2 separate regions of the Mus musculus genome follow, and region 1 is linked to region 2. Evidence: chromatin contacts called from public HiChIP or PLAC-seq data. All regions are on one chromosome and are shown on one strand. The core of a region is the stretch at or near the end of the contact, and the rest is flanking DNA. Distances in the headings are between cores, read along the strand shown. Region 1 has its middle 16 kb from the start of Gm41215. Region 2 has its middle 6.0 kb from the start of n-TEttc6.

Region 1 (6,700 bases), core at 3,753-6,252, 240 kb before region 2:
TTATTTAACCAACCCAGGATTACAGATCATAGATAAGAAAAAATCAGATTCCCAATTCAACAGTCTAGAGGAGGTATTTTCAACTTTATATGGTAAGGTGATAATGATCTTAATGTGATATAAATATGGGTGCCTTTTATGTAATCCCTGTTAGAGCCAATTTTGCTCTCATCCACTTATTGGAATTCTGACCCTTGTTTGTTTGTTTTTAATAGAGACACATGTTTTTTAATAGGCTCACCTTAAACTCCAGATTCTATCTCAGTTTCAGGATACTGGTGTATACCACCATGGTCTGCTAGACCTTGTGTTTATCATCTGTTTTCATTGAAAATTGGGATGGTTTTGCTTTTGTTTGTTTGCCCAAAGGTTCTTGGTCCTGTCAGAGCAAGAAGAGGAGGCGAGCACAAACACTATGCCGCAGAGAGAAGTCCAAACATACTTTTATTTTTAATCACTACTATCCAATGAGTACCGGGGGTGGGGTGGGGGTGGGGTGCCTGGGAACTTGGTCTATTGGTTGTGTTAGGATTTGACCCTTCTTATTTTAAGAACAGTCCCAACCTGTAGTTGGCAACATTTCATTAGCAACATGTCCTTGTCTACTATCCAAGACTTCTTTACCGTGAGATTTGAGAAGTCAAATTGGTTTAAATTAACAAAGAGAATGATAAACAAGAAAGTAGCTAAAAATAAAGGGCTGTCATGGGTTAATATAGTTTATGAGAAATTATGTAAAATAGAGAATGAGCTGTGCTCTTGGCTTTACTGAAGGTGGGTGTATCTGATTTGGTCAGAACACAGGAGCAAGACCTAGCAATTGAAACCAAAGCATTAGTATTAGAGGCTGTTTATCCACTTAAATATATTTTCCTTTAACAATCTTTAAAGCCAAGGGAAAGTGGACAAGCCCAAAGTATGCCTAAGAGGTTTATGTCTCTCTTACTCAGGCCTAGCAGGGGTCAAGTGAATTTCCTGTCATTGGAGGAGCGCCAATTTTTCTATTTTGAATTAAAATGCTCTCATCTCTCATTTTATTGTTATCTAAAAATAAATCAGTTCAGCTCAAATGGTACAACTCTTCATCAATTATTTACCCTATGGGGAAAGTTTTCACACTTATAAATGTACAACTTATAACAATGACTTAAGAATGTGCAAAGTATCAAGAGAGCAGTCAGATTCTGCTGGCAACGATAATGAATGAGACCACACTAGTTAATCTGCACAGACCCTAGAGAGTACCTGAACTCAGGTACAGGTGACAGAAGAAAAAAAGTGGGATCTTCTTTAAATCTTAAAAAAAAAAAAATCAAACTATTAAATTCATAAAATTATGGAATCTTATGATTATTTAAAGCAATAATGGATAACACTATTCCTATATTACTTTGTCCTTGCTCTATTACACAAAAGAGATTTTTTTTTTTTTTGGTCTCTCAAGACAGGGTTACTCTGTATGTAACCCTGGCTGCCCTCGAACTAGGTCTGTAGATCATGCAGGCCTTGAACTCAGAGATCTGCCAACTTCTACCTCCCAAATGCTTATGTCACCACTGCCTGGCTGAAACCAGACATTTTAAAGAGTGAGACAAAAAACAGACAAGTGAGTACATCTCCTAAGACGATGTTTATCAAAGGCTATGAAGTTAAAGTGATTATGAAACTGACAATATAAACTGGGAAAATTAGTATAATTTTATTAGTGTAACCTTTAATCTTATTTTATTTAGAAATCATTTTATCTTTGAGAATTTCACAGATCATATTTTGATTATATTCACATACATGTGCACACACAACTCCTCCCAGAACCATCCTCTCCTCTCTCACCGCTCTTTGAGTCTTACTCTTCCCTCCCTTCCTGTCCAGTCCAGTGGGTGTTACCTAACTACTCTCTGGAGTATGGCTGACCTACCATTCCTCTGGTTTATAAAACAAATTGCTCCCAACCAAGAGTGGTGGTGGGGGATGAGACAGGACTATGTAGGGTGGCAAGGAGTAGTTTGTGCTTACATGGCAAAATCATTCTAGCACTGTCTACCTTTCAAAAATCCAACCCTTCCTGCTTCCCTGACTTCATTTCCTCAGATGTGAAGGTGTCAAGCTCAAGTCCCAGACACAACAACAAACATTTCAAACCAGAACCAAACTGTCTTAACTACTTCTCTATTCCTGTGACAAACACCATGGCTAGGACAACGTAGAAGAAAGTGCACATTAGGGCTTACAGTGTTAGAGGGTTAGAGTCCATGACCATCATGGAAGGAAGAATGGCAGCAGACAGGTAGGCACGATGCCTGAGAAGTAGCTGAGAGCTCACATCTTGAGACAGCCATGAGGGAGGGAGGGAAACAGGGAGGCAAGGAAGGAGGGATGAGTGGACAGGGGTGGGCAGAGAGACAGAGAGAGAGGTGAGAGGTTGGGCATGACCCACATCTTTTGGAACTTCAAAGCCTAACCTCTGTGGCACACTTCCTCCAACAAGGCCACACCCTCTAGTCCTTCCCAAACAGTTCCAGCAAGTAGAGACCAAGTATTCAAATCTATGAGCCTATGGGAGCCACTCTCATTCAAACCACACACACACAGAAAATTCAGGCAATGGTAAGACAGACATGTCTTGAATAAAAATAGGACTCTTATCAACTTTTAACCTGAAGAAATACATCTTGAGCTCCAACCTTGTAGTTACAAGTATCAGTCATTTTAATACAACCTGTTTCACTTTCATTGCCGTTTCAACCAAAACAGTTCTGTCAGTGAGAAAGCCAACGATTGAGCAAGCAATCCTAGAGACAAAGTTATATTTCAGAAAGTTCCAGGCTTTGCCTGCACCAAGCATGGAGTTAGTCGGGTAAAATTATAAGACATGACGTCAGAACGGGTTGAAGAGAGATTACCAAGAGCCTTATCATCAGGCTGATAACAAATGGAGCTCTGGGAGAAGCTGCAAGCTACACTGTGTGTTAGGCACTGCTTAGTCTCCCCTTGTGTTCTTTCTTTATCCTTCATAAGCAGGGCTGCTGCACAGTAACCATGGAAACCGTTGTCACTTCCGTCATAGTCAGGGTTTCATTGAAGTGAAGGGACCCCACAACCAAGGTAACTTTTTTTTAAAGATTTATTTATTTATTTATTTATTTATCTATTTATTTACTTTATGTATATGAGTACACTGTATCTATACAGATGGTTGTGAGCCACCATGTGGTTGCTGGGATTTGAACTCAGGACCTTTGGAAGAGCAGTCAGTGCTCTTACCAGCTGAGCCATCTCACCAGCCCCAAGGTAACTCTTATAAAGAAAACATTTCACTGGGGCTGGCTTACAGTTTCAGAGTTTCAGTCCATTATCATCATGGTGGGAAGCATGGCAGTGTCCAGGCAGGCATGGTGCTGGAAGAGCTGAGAGTTCCACATCTTGATCGGAAGACAGCCTGGAAGAGGGTCTTTTCCACACTGGGTGGAGTGAGCACTAGTAGACCTCAAAGCCCACCTACAGAGTTACACACTTTCTCCAACAAGGCCATAATGCCTAATCGTGCCACTTCCCATGGGCCAATTATATTCAAACCACCACAGTCCCTTATTCAGAGTTTGGAGAGCTAGAGCAACCTGTCCAATGTTAAAGCTTATAAGTTATAAAGCTCATAGTAGAATAAAGTCAGTATGACTCGATGAACTGAGTTCCTAGTCAGTTAGGAATCTGGGTTTTATCCTACTATTTTGGGGAAATTATTTTTGTTTTTTCTTGTTTTTGTTTTGTCAAAATTGAATATGGGAAAAAAGATAAACGATTATGTAAATCATAGTCCTCTCCCTATCACTAATTTTTTTTAGCCCAAAGGCAAACATTCTTACCTTTTAAATTATCATTATTAACCATCTCCAAGTCTTGGTTTCTTGATCACCATTTCCTGATTTTACAATAGTATATATGATCTGTGCTGCTTCTGTTTTTTTGTTGTTTGTTGTTTTGTTTTGTTTTGTTTTGGTCAACTTGTCAGGAGTTCAGGTCATCTGGGAAGAGGGAACATCAGCTGAGAAAACGCATCCATCAGATTTGCCTGTAGCAAATGTATAGGGTGCTTTCTTGATTGATGGCTGATGCTGCTCCTTGGACATATGGCCCTGGGTTGCACAAGAAAGCCAACGAGCAAGCCATGGAGAGCAAACCATTCCTCCATGGTCTCTGCTTTAGTTTCTGCTTTGATTTCCTGCCTTGGCTTCCCTGATAATGAACTATAACTTGTAAGCTGAAGTAAATTCCTTCCTCTCCAAGTTGCTTTCAACTGCTATCTTATTGTAACAACAGAAAACAAACCAGAGCATTATCAATTTCCATAACCCATGATAATGATCTAGGTTTCATTTCCTATTCTCACCACAAGCAGCATCTTTCACATAAATATTAATCCTGTTAAATAATATTTGTATTATCTTGGCAGTAAATATCCATTATTTAGCCAGTCATTCGGATCAACACTATTACTTTTCCCTTTCCCTTTTACTTTTCTTGGATTTAATGATTTTCTTGCTTTTTAAAACTTTGTCGTCAGTTTTCTATCCCCAAACCATGCCCAAGAGATAACACATCTCTTACTATTTGTTTTTGTCAGTGTTCTATTACTTATGAAGAGACACCAGAGCTACAGTAACTCTTATAACAAAAAAGAAAAACAAAAAAACCCATTTAACTGGGAGCTTGCTTACAATTTCAGAAGCTTGGTACAGTATCATCATGGGGTGGGGGGAGGGGCATAGCAAAAGGCATGGAGAGCGCTGAAACAGTTGAGAGTTACTTCCTTATTTGCAGGCACCGAGAGAGGGAGGGAGGGGAGGTAGGGAGGGGAAAGGGAGGGAGAGTGGGAGAGAGAGGGAGAGAGATTAGATTTGGCTTGGATTTGGACTTTTGAAAACTCAAAGTTTACCCCGCGACACACCTCCTCCAAGCAAGGCCACGCCTCCTAATCCTTTCAGATAGTGCCACTCCCTAATGTCTAAGCATTCAAATGGCACACAGGGGCCATTCTTATTCAAACCACACTACGTTTAGACTTACTCTGAGTCCTCTACCTTGAGGCCTCTTCTCTAGAATCTCCAAGGTCATGCAGTTTGGACCGACAATTTTTGTCTAATGCAGGTATAGTCTGGAATCCCCTATAGCATCCTGCTTAGTATTCCGGGGCTTTTGTTCCCTGCATCTGTCAATCACCAAACGTCCTGCCCTCCTCTTTTTCCATTACTTCTTTTGGAGGAACCTTACTGTGTTCATTTTTTACTGAGAAAAGAGGCATGGGAAAGGTTTGGGGTGAACATCATTTATGAAAAGTCCATCTTCTACTCTTAAATTTAGTTAGGTTTGATTGAGAATTGAATTCCAGATGAAATTTTTTTTTCTCAGAAGACATTGTTGTACCCTACTAATGAGGAAGTCAATCAATTCTTGACTTACAGACACGGTCAGTCCTCCACATCCAAGGTTTCACGTCTGTGAAGTCAATCATCCTAAGATAGAAAATATTCACAAAAGCTGTGTATGGTGGCACTGGGAAGGCAGAGGCAGAGGCATAGGCAGGCGGATCTTTGTGATTTTGAGACCATCCTGGTCTGTACAGTGAGTTCTGGGACAATGAGGGCTATGTGAAGGGACTCTGTCTCATTCCACTCACTACCACCCAAAAAGAAAAAGAAAATATGGAGAAAATCATCTGTGTCTCTACCCCTCCAATAACACAGTGCAAACCTGTTTATATCACACTGTAGTGGGTAGTTTGTGCATTTAGAAATGAGTTCAAGTATGTGAGAGAGGATGAATATGCGACATGCAAGCACTGTCTTTTCTGTAAGGAATTTAGGCATCCTTGCAGGTCCTGAGAGACAAGTATAATCTACCCTCCCTGCTCACTCAAAACTTTTTCATTTTATCTTCAGTTTCTTAAATGATGAAATGGCATGGTTCTGATACATATCTTCTGAGCTTGGAACTTTATAAATCTTTTGAATTGAGAAATTCATGATGTTTAAAGCCTTTATTACTTTTGATAATTTTCTCTTCTCCATTCCCTCCATTTTATCTGTTCTCTTTCTAGAAATCACTCTCTCCTTCCTCCCTATTCCCCACCCCCACCCCACCTCCCCTTATCTCCCTTCCTCTCTTCCCTCCCCATTCTTTCTCTCCCTCCCTCCCCTCAGGCTCTTGCTTTGTAACCTAGGCTGGCCTTGAACTCACCTGAGCTAGGCAGGGTGCTGGATTCCTGTGTGCTCCTCTGTACCACGTCAGAGGGGATCTTATTCAGATAGTGCCCGTCCTTCCCAGACCAGCTCTTAGGCTGGTGGATCTGTTTTCCATCTGTAGCTCCTGGCTTTTCTTGGGAGTCTTCCCCTCTTTGTTTAATTGGGGTGCCATTCATGGTTTCATATGTGTAATACCCAATGTGTAGTTGCCAAGAGCTCCTTCTCTGCCTGGGGCCATTTTGCCTTCTAGTTTCATGACTGATGGATGCATCTCCTCTGGTCTCCATGAGGACTTTCACTTACTTTATTAGCCACTTGCTGCTGCCTGAATTGGTCTTTTATTCATCCCCGTATCTTTCCTCCAAAGCCTTTGTGCTTTGGTATGGGATGTTTGCAAGGCTGGCCAGGAGGTCAGGGTGTCAGCTGGGCCTTTGCTGATTGATGCCAGCTTTGGTGTTGGG
Region 2 (6,138 bases), core at 2,762-5,261:
GTAGTCAATCATTTGGCCGAGTAGTCTCGGTTTTTTATCTAACTTAAATACTTCCTGCTGTACTTCTATCTAAAAGTCGCCACCTTTTAACCAGCAGCAAGAACAAAATGTTCCCCGGGAGAAGGAAACGTACACACAGACAAAGGTTTCTTGTTGACACAGGAACAGTTATTTCTGGCCGGGTGAATACATGGTTGATTCTCTCCCATTTTATCTACCGTTTGACACTGGGGGAAAGCCCCAAACATATTGTACTTGCCAGACACTACAGTAGCCAGGGGATGTGGCTGTCATTCAGGCCTGCTTGCCAGTCACCCAGGGCTGGAGGTGCTTTTCATGTCAGGGGGCCGGAGAGCTAGCTTTTAGAAGAACATTAGAAATACGTAGCTGTTAGTTCTGATCGCAAGTCCCTGCCAGTGGACTCGGGCTGGACCCTGGGCTAAGGCTGAATCCCGAACTAACCTTGGAGCTCTTTGGGGTAGCAGCCCCTCCCCTGGTGAGCACCAGGGCAAATTAATCTCTACAGCCTGACATCACCAGGTCCAGCTTCTAAGACCAGGTCTGACCTCAAAAGGCTGTTGGGAGGCCAAAGCTTCCCCCAACAACTTATTCAGATCATTGTAACTCTGGGTTGAACTCAAGTTGACAACCAAGATTAGCCATCACAAGCCCACTCCTTGGTGTCTGAGTGATGGTCCCTTCATTTATTCAATAATCAGTCTCAGAGAAACAGTCTTGGCTGCTGTACATACACGATGAACATCTAGAGCAGGGATGTCCAATTCTTTTTGTTTGTTTGTTTTCGAGACAGGGTTTCTCTGTATAGCCCTGGCTGTCCTGGAACTCACTCTGTAGACCAGGCTGGCCTCAAACTCAGAAATCCGCCTGCCTCTGCCTCCCTAGTGCTGGGATTAAAGGTGTGTGCCACCACGCCCGACTGGGATGTCCAATTCTTAAAGTGCATGACTCCATAGCTTTGAATGAGATTTAGAGGAAACCAATAAACTCATTTTTTTAACATAAGCATGAGCACATTTTTAAGGGTTTTTGGGGGGGGCAGTTCAATTGTGGAGTTCTCTAGCATTGGTTTATAGGTGATGTTGTGCAAAATAAGTATACATGTACCGTTGCTGTTTACACAGAATGGTTTCAGTCTCGTGGCATGAGTGGCTTCCGCTGTTCTCCTCGAGGGGAGCTGAACTGGCACCGTCGGACGCTCTAGGTGACTTGGCGAGTGATACATCCATCAATCCTTAGTAATGTCTTAATGCCCCAGTGCAAACGACAGGCAGCTAATGTTTGGTAGACTGGGCACTAGTCTTACTTGATTGGTAAGGGAGTTTCCACACCTCAGGCAGGCCTCTCGAATTCTGCACTGCATGTTGTCATCAGCCCTCTGATTTGCATTCCACCAGCAACCGAGATGTGAAAGGGTCTAAACTTCACTTTCCGTTTCCCTAAAATTAATTTTTATGGTAAAATGCATACAGTCCCTTTTCTATTCTTATATTTTTAATCCCAGTATGGCTTCTTCAAGGAAAGGAAAACAGAACCCCTAAAAAGAGTCATGAGTAAAGACAGATTGCTTTCTTCTGACGAGATTCTGTTTAATCTGTGGGAATGTGTGTGATTGTAGCAGACTGACTGGAAAGGCATATATACAAGACAACAGAGCAGAGCTGAGAAACAACAACAAAACATTGTGCAACACAACATTGTGTTTGTTTCCTAAAGGTTTATATGTATCTGTATCTATGTGTGACTTTGTGTCACATGAGCAGGGAGGCCAGGTACTCTGGAGTGGGAGTTACAGTGAACTGCCTGGCCTAGCCTGCATCCTGGGAACTAAACTTGAACCCTCTGGAAGATCAGCAAATGTTCATTCTTAGCCTCTAAACTCAACCCTCTTCCCCAATTTTTAAAAAATTAAAACTGAGATGGGTTCCACTGTAAACACTATTTATGTAGGGGCATATCTGATGGCAAAAAAATCCATTTACTGATAGCAAATTTATTAAGCAATATACAGACAGAAGGGTAGACAGGTATAATATGCCTTGGGGAGGGAAGGGATATGTTTCTATAATGGGTTTGTCTCACCAGACAACAGCCAAACGAATGAAAGAATCTGGGAAAATCTATCCAAAGAAGTTTGGAGAGCAGAACCATTCGTTTTCAGTGGAATCTTTGGTGATGGATGGCAGCGTGAATACTACAAACACTGGCTTCATCTGCCGTCTCCACTGGTGGTATTGCTGATGACCACGATGCCACTGGAGATGGCTCCATGCGATCTATAGGAAGCAGCACGGATACAAGCTCAGGTGCTTGTCGTTGTCTGTTGTCTACGTATTTGGTCCAGTTACTGATGGTGGACTCAGAAACCTAATGGAAGATGGTGCAATTGATGCCCCAAACTCACACTGAATGAAGTATCATTGTATAGAAGAACATGAGTAACATCTAAGCACCATAGAGTTCAAAATGGTTAACATCATGCAAATCACCGTCACGACCATGACTACTTCAGGGACCAAGAGAATAAACCTTGCCAAGCCAGGGACGTCCTAAAAGGGCTTGTGCTGAGTTGAGGTCACATGTTGAAATTTGATACTACTAAGTATAAAATTTATGGTAACAACAAAAATCCACGCCAGAACTTGATGATGAACGCTGCCTCAGGGGCTTAGCATTTTGGTGGCTTTAACCAGTTACTTAAGGAGCTAAACATGAGTCTTCAAAGTGAAAGCCAAATGAGCAATACAGTGATTCAAATCATAACAATATTCCGAATGAAAGTGAGATCATGGCAAGCTTTGGCTGGGGCAAACAGTAGCATGCGTCAAACACAGCCCCGCAAACAGAGAAAACACATAGGCTTGCTTGTCAATTTGACACAAGAATTTGAAAACATTTCACCATCTCTGGGAAAAATGATAGCTTAGCATGTTTGCCACTCCATTTTCAGTTGATATAAATAACCTCCCAGTTTTTAAACTTAATTTAAAAAGGTTGACAACATCATACTTGTATACAATGTACTTTGTTCCACTCTCACGGCAACACCCCCTTACCTCCCTACCTCTCCCAACCTCCTCTTACCAACTAGGCCTCCTCTTTCTCCCATCTTCCTTCCTTTAGAAATGTTTTTCTCAGATTTATGTGTGTTTTGCTCGCATGTATGTATGTTTACCACATGTGTGCCGGTGCCCAAGAGGTTAGAAGAGGGTATCAGTTCCCGGAAATTAGAGATACAAGGGGCATCACATGGCTGCTGGAAACTGAACCCTTTGGAAGAGCAACCATCCATCTCTCCAGCCTTTTTCCCTCCCTCCCTCCCTCCCTCCCTCCCAGTCTTCCCATGCAGGCAGTTATGACCGCTGTGTGTTCACCACTGCAACCTCCCTGTTGTGTCCAGAAGACTGCACCCCGCCGCACTCCCCTCCCTCAACCTTTACCTCCCACAACTCTTTTACCTCCTTCCCCAAAGTTCCCTGGGCCTCGCAGTGGGGGAGGTTGATGCCCTGTTGGGGCAGAGCATTTAGCAGTTTCTTATCTTCCGCACTTTAAGCGGTCCTGAGTCCCACTGTGACCTGCCCACTGTGAAAAGAGGCTTCTCTGAGTAAGGCTGAAGCTACATTAGTCTCTGGGCACAAACATAAATATTTAACAGGAACTTTAACAACGTGTCCATCTGGCTTGCTAATTTTATAAGGAATGCGCAGAGCTACACCCTGATGTTCATCTCGAAGATGACGTCTTACCAGCTTTTCCGTCCTATCTTTGTAAAGACAGAGATCCCTCTCCACACACGCCTTACCTTATCACCTTTTGGCAGTACTTACTATTATGAGCAAAAATTTTTTTTTCAAGAACAAAGGGCACTAAGACTAAAATCTGAGCTAAAACATCTGCAGATGAGCGTGAGAAATCACTGGAATGAGAACATGGTTAAGCCAGCTATTGATGCCTTTGTATCTCTGGTGCAATGTGAATTGTGCAGCTCGGTGTAAATCCATCTCTCAGTCCCATGAACTCTCAGCCACAGATCCCAATGGCTCTTCAGAACTCTGCACTCCTGCTTTGATGAGAAAAGGAATTATAAGCTGATTAGGAAGATGGGGGCAGTGGGGGTAGAGACCTGGGAATCAGAAGGACCAGGAATGTCCTTGGTTCTCCAGCAAAATCCCAGAAGGGAGTTCTGGTTTCTCATCTTCTAAATGAACACCCTTGCCTAGAGGGTGCTACTCAAGGGTGTGACCAAAATTCCAGTCATACCTTACCTCATTGCTTCTAACCCTTCTAGTGGCCAAAACTGAATCTCTAGGTCCTTGGTAACAGTGGACTGTATCTATTTCTTAATTTCAGTTCAGTTCCCATTTTCTCCTGTGACTGTTGCACCTCTTCAGAGAGAAGAAGGTTATGGAAACCCTGATAAGGGGTCTGTAGAGGCCAGTTAAGGAGAGCTAGCTCTCTAGCTTGGGTATACCCTAACATCACAAGCAACCCTATTTGTAAGTATTTATCCAGTTGAGTAGTTCACTCAGCAGGCTAAGATACCATACCGCAGGGAGCCAGTTTCATCTTTAGCCATGGTAAAGGCATGGAAGGAATAATTATTCCTTTAATGATTTAATGTATTTCTCCTTCCCAGAAAACTCACCCTGGTGAAGTTAGCTATGAAGACTGACTTAAATATTTGTAACTTTTCCTTTTTCTTTCTGTTTCTTCTGTCTGCTGGCCAGAATCTAAGTGTGTTTTTGACTCTTCCTCTGACCGTCTCCTTGTCCCTTTCCTGCTAAGTGGTTGCTTACAAACAGTATGGTTCTTTCTTCCTTCTTCTCTGGGCAGCTGCTGAGATTCACAGCTTGCCTGCTATGGTACCAGTTGTCAGATTCTTGATGTCTTTTTTCTCATTTCTTCCTTTCTTCCTTCCTCCCTTCCTTCCTTCCTTCCTTCCTTCCTTTCTTTTTTTTTTTTCGAGACAGGGTTTTTCTGTATAGCTCTGGCTGTCCTGGAACTCACTTTGTAGACCAGGCTGGCCTCGAACTCAGAAATCCGCCTGCCACCTGCCTCCCTCATGCTGGGATTAAAGGCATGGGCCACCACACCCGGCTTTTTTTTCTCATTTCTTAAGATTATTTCTGACCATGGCTAAACTTTCTCTAATTACCCCTTACTGGTTGGCTTATGGGGATTAATAGCCTTTCCCATGAGGAGACAGAGAAAACAAAATAGGAGAACCATTGTCATAGGCCTGTGTTAGTTTTGTCTTTAGGAAGTCAGAGGACCTGGTGACAACCCATCTATCACTGACCTGTGTTGTCTCCTTTAGCTAGGTGTGGTAGGGAACACTAGAGACCTTCACTGCAGTAGGGGTGCTGAGAACGGGGTATGGGTCTTTCCATGTTGGCTCTAGGCACCGAGTCAGGATCCTCTTTGCCCCTACAAGGTCGCCAGGCTGGAACTTGTGGGCAGACTCAGATGCACAGGCCTCTGGGTCTGCTGCAGAGTCTGTAAGGACCTTCCAAATATGGGGTGCACCTGGGATAGATTCCCACCCATCCAGAGAAGGTATCTATGGAAATCTAACAAATACTTATACCCAGGAACCATGGGTTTTATCTCTATAAAGAAGTTGGAAGGGTTTGAGGGTGTGAATAGGTCCCAATTATTGGACATCGCTCAAAAGGTTTACGATAACCTTGACTCTGTAGAGGAAACACAGAACAAAAGGATTGCCCTGAGCAATCGTGGTGCTGGGGAAATGGATAAAAGACAGATACAAGACAAGTCAGAGATACCTGGAAAGGATGAGGTAGCCATTGTCTACTGCAGAAGGGGGACTCCCCAGAGGCTTAGGGAAAACAGGGCAGCAGATTCAGCCCCCACTAGGCAGTCCTGTCATCAGTGTGGTCTCTCCAGATCTTCACTGCCCTGCCTGAACGGGATGTGCCAACACCGAGAACATTTCCAGTGTTACTCAGAAGTGCTTCCTTGGCTGTGGAGTCCTTCCTGGACATCTCTCCCTCCCATTGGGCTTCACTTGTACGTACATGGTACATCCGGACACAATGTCCTTAATTATCTAGGTGAGGGATGTAATATCTGGGTCTGAGTAACTCGGCAGTTTTGGGA

What was found. HiChIP or PLAC-seq counts read pairs in DNA pulled down with a chosen protein or histone mark.
Region 1: an H3K27ac HiChIP or PLAC-seq map of embryonic stem cells shows a contact between it and region 2, with 8 read pairs. The contact joins two enhancer-like sites. A contact is called at or near these places in 1 of 15 datasets of contacts at CTCF or cohesin (the NIH/3T3 cell line), 3 of 484 Hi-C or Micro-C datasets (bone marrow-derived macrophages and embryonic stem cells) and 17 of 115 datasets of contacts at active chromatin or transcription factors (the SCID.adh cell line, bone marrow-derived macrophages, craniofacial prominence and 11 more).

What each region holds. Positions count from the first base shown.
Region 1 is chr14:76,386,498-76,393,197 of GRCm38.p6, reverse strand. No RefSeq gene overlaps it. Among named protein-coding and RNA genes, the nearest start is that of Gm41215, 16 kb to the right of the region's middle. Within about 2 kb of position 5,002, at least 8 of the 459 cell types and tissues checked have an H3K27ac peak or open chromatin away from gene starts, as enhancers often do. A contact at or near this core is called in embryonic stem cells, where this site is marked.
Region 2 is chr14:76,143,729-76,149,866 of GRCm38.p6, reverse strand. No RefSeq gene overlaps it. Among named protein-coding and RNA genes, the nearest start is that of n-TEttc6, 6.0 kb to the left of the region's middle. Within about 2 kb of position 4,011, at least 18 of the 459 cell types and tissues checked have an H3K27ac peak or open chromatin away from gene starts, as enhancers often do. A contact at or near this core is called in embryonic stem cells, where this site is marked.